Linked DNA regions of Mus musculus: region 1 is linked to region 2. The links are chromatin contacts, called in public HiChIP or PLAC-seq maps. All regions are on one chromosome and are shown on one strand. Each heading gives the region's core, a stretch centred on a gene start, on an enhancer-like site or on the middle of the called end of the contact. The rest is flanking DNA. Distances are from core to core; before and after follow the strand shown. Region 1 overlaps Gm31108 (predicted gene, 31108). Region 2 has its middle 40 kb from the start of St8sia1.

The links. HiChIP or PLAC-seq counts read pairs in DNA pulled down with a chosen protein or histone mark.
Region 1: a contact with region 2 is called in an H3K27ac HiChIP or PLAC-seq map of embryonic stem cells, with 6 read pairs. The contact joins two enhancer-like sites. A contact is called at or near these places in 1 of 15 datasets of contacts at CTCF or cohesin (the NIH/3T3 cell line), 2 of 115 datasets of contacts at active chromatin or transcription factors (both in embryonic stem cells) and 2 of 9 other capture datasets (adipose tissue and liver).

Annotation. Positions count from the first base shown.
Region 1 is chr6:143,142,307-143,146,023 of GRCm38.p6, forward strand. All of the region lies in intron 5 of Gm31108 (predicted gene, 31108), which reads right to left. Among named protein-coding and RNA genes, the nearest start is that of Gm38921, 2.9 kb to the right of the region's middle. Within about 2 kb of position 1,660, at least 35 of the 459 cell types and tissues checked have an H3K27ac peak or open chromatin away from gene starts, as enhancers often do. A contact at or near this core is called in embryonic stem cells, where this site is marked.
Region 2 is chr6:143,002,881-143,006,274 of GRCm38.p6, forward strand. No RefSeq gene overlaps it. Among named protein-coding and RNA genes, the nearest start is that of St8sia1, 40 kb to the left of the region's middle. Within about 2 kb of position 1,946, at least 5 of the 459 cell types and tissues checked have an H3K27ac peak or open chromatin away from gene starts, as enhancers often do. A contact at or near this core is called in embryonic stem cells, where this site is marked.

The DNA.
Region 1 (3,717 bases), core at 410-2,909, 140 kb after region 2:
GTATACAGTCACAAGGGCAAGGTCACGTGAGTTGAGGCTGTACAGTCACAAAGACAAGCTCTTGGAAATGCCATTCTGAATGATAATGGGAAAGACTTGGGGCAGTCTGAAGTCAAACCTGTACTTCCTACACCCTGGAGGGTAAGAAAGTGCTGTGTCAGTACAAATCTGTGCTCCGGAGGAGCAGAGGGGTCAAGACCCTTGTCTTGCTTACTTGGAGCTTTCTCACAGACTCTCAGAAATCTCCTCACATGCCTCACACATGGCCTGAGCTCTGACATAGCATTAGTAGTGACCATGAATTTTCCACCCAGAGAATATTATAATTTAAAAAAATATATCATTTATGGTCAAATCCTTCTTCAAAGGGATTATTAGACCCATTGCTACACTGAATTATTTAAGGAAGTAAGAAATCTACTCAGCCCAGTGTGGTTGCTCGCAAATGTAATCCCAGCAGATGGGAAACTGAGGCAGGGGATCCCCACAGTTCCTGCCAGCCTGGGTTATGGGAGAAGTGTCTAATTTCCTAATGGACCTAGGTTCTTTTGGTCTTATGTTTAAATTCATGAGTCTTAAATATTTCTGGAATATTCTATGTGTTTTCCACCTAGGTAGGTAGTAGTTCGCACAACACTGTCTCTTTTCTTCTGATGAAGGTGACAGTGGAGACTGTGATAGTGAGCGTGTGCAGTCTCCACTTTTCTGTTAGAGGCAGAAGGATCTTGGACTCAAGGTCACCTTCTGCTATACAGTGAGTCTGGGATCAGCCTGGCCTCCATGAGATTCTCTCTCTCTGAATAAAGAGAAAGGAAAATTTAAAGGGCAATAAGTGAGCCGGGCAGTGGTAGCACACACCTTTAGTTCCAGCACTTGGGAGGCAGAGGCAGGTGGATTTCTGAGTTCGAGGCCAGCCTGGTCTACAGAGTGAGTTCCAGGACAGCCAGGGCTACACAGAGAAACCCTGTCTCGAAAAACCAAAAACCAAACCAAAACAACAACAATAAAGGTGATAAGTGAACAGCCAGGGGGGAAATAGTAAGCCTGAAGGAGTCCCAACTTCAAGTCTTCAAGCTCCTGTGTCCTGTGATGCTGAGGTCTGCTGTCTCTGAGAAGCCTCCTGAGAGATCTTTTCGGAATTTTAATGGCTTTGGAGATTAATTTAGAGCCTATCATACCCTAGGCCAGCACTCCACCACGCAGCTACACACAGACCTATTTATGTATTTGCTTATTAAAATAAGCGCGTTAAGTTGCCCAGGTAACCGCAAACGTGATCCTTCTGCCTTAGCGGGAGCTGTCTTGTGCCCGATCTTTGAGGACTAAGGTTTAAATCTAGTTGGTGATTATTCCGTGTGTGTGTCATGTGTGTAAGTGTGTTATATGAACTAGTTGATGATTATTGCTAGTGTGTGTGTGATGTAAGTGTGGTATATGAATGCATGGAGTAGAAGTCTGTTTGTCCGGCGTGTCTGTTGGGTGGAACAGTAAGCAGTTTCCCAGAGCAGTGTCTCCGTGCTTCTCTGAAGCCCAGCGCTGGCCCAGCAATGCCGCAGGATGAGGGCAGCAAACTCCCTGAGTTTCGCCTCCCTGTCGGCTGTGCCCTGAGGTGGGCAGAACGCCGACCAACAGAGGTCAGCAGGCAACTTTGCGAGCTCCTTCCAAGGTGGGGTCTAGGAACCAAAATCACGTGATCCCTGAGCCACCTCAACAGCGCGTCTTCGTGGATTGCTGCGGAGGTTTCACCGTGCGGGGAATGGTCCTGGCTATTATGGAGAGTAACTCAAGTCTCCAACCCTTGCCTTCTCCTGAGACACTGGAGATGGCAGTGAATGTTTCAAGTTTCTGATTAAGGCCTGGGCTTTCTGACAACGATCGATCCCCCATGCTGAGCCTCTAGGCGCCTGCGCAGGAGTGGCCTCATTAAGAACAAGAGACACCTACTCCTAACATTCCCAAATTCTTACGGTTTCATCTCTCTGGCAGGAACAGGGTCAGAGACAAAATGTCCCATCTTATTATAGGTGGAGAAGGGGATATTCTGTTTCACTAAAGAACTTCAGTGAACAGGGAATCGGAGCATCCCACCCAGGCGGCTGAGGCAGAAGGCTTGTTAGGAATTTTTTAGGTCAGCCTGAGCTACAAAGCAAGTCTGAGGTCACCCAGGGCTACAGAAGAAAGGCCTTGCATTAAAAGTAAATAATCAAATACATAAAATAAATGAATTAGCTTAATTAAAAACTTCTGAGCTCATTTAATTTTTAATGGAATTTCAATCTTAAAAAGTGGTTTGCAGAATAATTTGTATCACTTATAAAAGTTTAGAATAACACTATACAGGACTCATGTGTGTAAAACATTTATGCATACACACCGAGTGTAGGGCGGTGGTTTTCTTTAGGAAAGGAGGGGTTAAATGAATTGGGAAGGCTTAAACTCATACTGGCAAAAATCCAGAGGCAAAATGACTAAAGATTCATCATTGTAAGGGCTGGCTTATGTGCATCTGTGGAATTTTATGTGGTTCTTAGTGGTCTTTCATATGCCTTGTTTGCTTCATGTTTAAAATGTTAGAGATGGGGTAGAGAGACCTCAGTGGAGGAGTGCACACTGGTCTTGCAGAGGACCTGAGTGTGATTCCCAGCTGCCACGTGGGATGGCTCACAGCCACCGGTAATTCCAACTCCAGGGTGATCTGACACTTCTGGCCTATATAGGTAGGCACCTGCACACATTCACACACACACACACACACAATTTAAAATAAAAATAATTAAAGATCTTTGCCTGTGTGACTAAGGCTCCCAGTGACTCCTGCTGACCCACGAAGCCTTGGGTACTCACACAGTCTCCTCTGATGTTGACATGGGGCTAGAGTTCATTAATGTATCTAAGGGCACCTGATATTGACAGGACTGCAGTTCCCTGGCATATCAAAGGGCGTCTCTTCAGAGATTGCTTTCTTCTGGTTGCCGGGTGGGGCAGTAACAACCCAAGATTCATGATCAATTGTCCATGACTGTTGCTAAGCTGAGTAGAGCCAACGAAAGCCAAGGGAAACACACGTGTGTCCAGGTCAAACTTTCAGTCTAAAGCTCACCGACTGTGAACCGAGATTTAACCCTTTCCAACAGTACAGGCTGTGCTCTGAAATAAATTCCTTTTCATCTTGTGTGCTTTAATGAAATAACAGAATAGAATATGGAAACAAGGGCCACTAGTACAGGTGCCCAGAGGCAGTAACACATCCTTGTAAAGTGAGATTTCAAGAGAGAGAAGAACAGGCCAGCACCTGGGCAAACATACACACCCAAACAGGCACTTTGTCACAGAGACAGAAAGAGAGAGAGACACACACACACACACAAACACACAAGTACACACACATACAAACATACACACAAACACATATATATACATACACATATACGAACACACATACACAAACACACACCACACAGGGCCATGAGCTGGGAGGACGATGGTGTGACCTAGTGAGTCAGAGGAATGAAAGAAACTGTCAGGATTGGGGTGTGCAAATCTCAGGCCATGGAGCAAAATAATTTTCATTTAATTTTGTTGTGTATGTAACTACAGCAGCAGATTCAATGTGAGATAGAGTTTTTGACTTACTAAGGAGGATATGAGCATCTTAGTTCTTTTCATATAGCCAAGCTGGGCTGTGGAGAAGAACTTGGATGAGGGGGGGGGGAAGAG
Region 2 (3,394 bases), core at 696-3,195:
TTCTTGACCTGCCTTCTTGTCTTGCAGATTCTCTGAAAGTTTCTCAGAGCGAAGAACATCCTCTGGTGGCTGACGGTAGTACAACCAGAGAAAGGTCTCTCACACACTTACACATACACATACTAACTCACACATACTTGCACACTCACACTCTCACACTCACATACTCATTCACACAATCACATATATATTCACACTTACACACACTCACATACTCTTACACATATACACTCACATACTCACACTCACACATACACAATCACTCACACACTCACACATACATTTGCTCATTCACTTACCCACTTACTCAAAAACACACTCACCCACCTACCCACTCACTTACATACTTACACATTTACCCACCTACTCACACATTTACCTACCCACCCACTCACTCAGTCACTCAAGACGCACACACTCATTCCTGGGTGTCTCAAGTCACTTTGTGTTGCTGTAGGAACATACTCAACAAAAGCAACACGTAGGAGAAACTGTCATAGCTTGTAGCTCTAGAGGGTCAGGCTCCATCCTGGCCAGGCCTGACGCAGGAACGTGGGGTGGCCAGTCATATTTCACCTCAAACCACAACACTAAATGTCCGGTATTCTGTGAGGAACCATGACATAGTTTTCTAGAAAAAGTACTGTGAACCCAGACACGTATAATGAACTCAGCCACATCCAAGACGAAGGTGGAATAAAGACTTTCAACACAATCTTTAGGTGTACATAGTCCTATTTAGTTACAAACTTCTCATAAACGTACATGAGATACAAGATAAAAATGACACCAAGGGAACGGAATGGTAGCTTAAGAAGTAATACTAAGCAGGCATCAGAAGAGTGCATCAGAAAAGATAAGAGTGGTTATCAAGTATGTATTTATAAAGGAAAAGCAATCACAGCTTATATATGAATGTTAGAATCATGAGTCGCAGGTGATGACATTAAATCCTTGCTTACTGGGAGGTCAGAGAGATTCCGAGCTTAAGCACTTTGGGAAACTAAAACATCACAAGTAAATGGGGGGGGGGGGAGGGATGAAGCTTGCTTGGAATATATAGTGCTTGTCCAGGAGGCACAAAGCCCTGCTTCCATCCTCATCACCATAGAAAGCAGGTAGAACTAGCTTGTGATTGTGCATGCTTTAATCCCAGGACTCAGGAGGCAGAGGCAGGCAGAGCTCTGTGAGTTCAAAGCCAACCTGGACGATAAGGCAAGTTCCAGACCAACCAGAGCAGCCTGCTGAGACTGTCTCGCAGTGAAATAAAGGAAGCAGAGTTAGTGTCATCCACCTGTAAGCTTAGTGCTTAGAGGGGGAGGCAGGAAGCTAGGTAGTTCAAGGTCAGCCAGCCTAGGCTACGTGAGACCATCGAGAAAAACAAACTAACGGAAGGAAGGAAAGAAGGAGGGAAGGAAGGAGGGAAGGAGGAAGGGAGGGAGGGAGGGAGGCAGGGAGGGAGGCAGGGAGGGAAGGAGGGAGGGAGGGAGGGAGGCAGGGAGGGAGGCAGGGAGAGAGGGAGGGAGGGAGGCAGGGAGGGAGGCAGGGAGAGAGAGAGAGAGAGAGAGAGAGAGAGAGAGAGAGAGACTAACTAAAACTATGGAGTCAGTTTTGTGTTGCCAACGACCCTCGAGCCTGAGGTCTGCCCTGGAGTGTGACTGACAAACCCAGTGTCACACCATTGAAGTAAACTGATTCCCCCTTTCCCAGGAATTGCCAAGTGCAAATGGCTCCTTGGCGAGGGGTGCAAGCTGGCACTGCAGAGGTGGAGACAGGAGGATCCTTATGTTTATTGTCCAGCTAGTCTGGTCAAATCAGTGAGCTCCCAGGTTCAGTTAGAGAGCCTGTCTCAAACAGTAAGATGGAAAGAAATGGAGGAAGACAGTGGTCGTTGAGTGTTATGTAAAAGAAAAGGGTGTGGGGAGCCGGAGACGACTAGCTTCATGGAAGAAGGAACGTTAGCAATTGAGATGGGCTAAAAGCTAGCCTCATTCGCTCTGCAGTGAGCGGAGCTCTGAATGCCAAGAGATTCCTGGAAGAATTGAGAAGTGCTGCTCCAGGGAGCACACAGACAAACAGGCTCACGGCTGACACAGAGAACAGTGGTCCTTCCAGGTCAAGCCAGCCACCCCACTCCCTTCAAACAAAACCTAAGCAGGTCAGGGCCCTCGATCTTCAGTTCTTAGAAAAAATGAGAGGCAAGGAAAGGTATTGGAAGGTGGTTCTTAAACAGTGTCACACCATGGGCTGGAGGTGTGGCTAAACGTGGGCAGCTTCACACCATGGGCTGGGGGTGTGGCTAAACGTGGGCAGCTTTGCACCATGGGCTGGGGGTGTGGCTTAAAGGTGGGCAGCTTCACACCATGGGCTGGGGGTGTGGCTAAACGTGGGCAGCTTTGCACCATGGGCTGGGGGTGTGGCTTAAAGGTGGGCAGCTTCACACCATGGGCTGGGGGTGTGGCTAAACATGGGCAGCTTCACACCATGGGCTGGGGGTGTGGCTAAACGTGCACAGCTTTGCACCATGGGCTGGGGGTGTGGCTTAAAGGTGGGCCATGTCTACCTTCGGCCAGGATCTGGCCTGAACGAAGAAAAGAACCAAGTCAGCTGAGAGCATCGCATCCCTGACTGCAGATGTAACACGTCTTCCTCCCTCACACGTGTGACGCCAGGATTCCTCTGCCATTATTATATCCTCAGGCCATGAGCCAGAGTATAAACGCTCTCACCTTTGAGCTGGTGTTTTCTTACAGAACAGGGAAGGTAGCAAGGATAACCACTTCAATGAACTGAATCTGGAAATTCCTCACAGGCACGTGCAGAGATTGTCCCTTCAGTGACTCTAGATCCTGTCAAGTTGACTGTCAATACTAACCACATTCAATGATCTAACTAACAGTCTGGATTTTAAAGATATGTGGGAGGAGGGGGAGACAGAATGGTACATACAGCAAACAGACAATTCATTTTCTTCTCACGTATACCTGAGATAGTTATACAAACTGAACAAGCAACCAGGAAACTATCAACAATTTCCAAAAAATTTGCCATTTAGACCAAAATATTCTATTTTTAATGCAACTTAATTAGAAGAAGATAAAGTGTGTGAAGAAATGTCCCCTAGAAGACTAGAAACATATTTCTAAATAATTCACAAACACAGAAATTGAAAGGGTCATTATAAATATTCAGAATTAAAACAAATAAAAGCACTATGTAAAACTTGTGGGAATTTTAAAAAGGAACTTGCAGGGGAAGTTATAGCTCTATGAACTTGTTAAAAGCTAGAGAGAGTAGCAATAAGCATGCCGAGGACTGAATTCATGGAATTAGAATCAAGGGCAATGAGAACGGCCGGAGGAGGAACAAGGGGACAGCAAGGCTTACTGACATC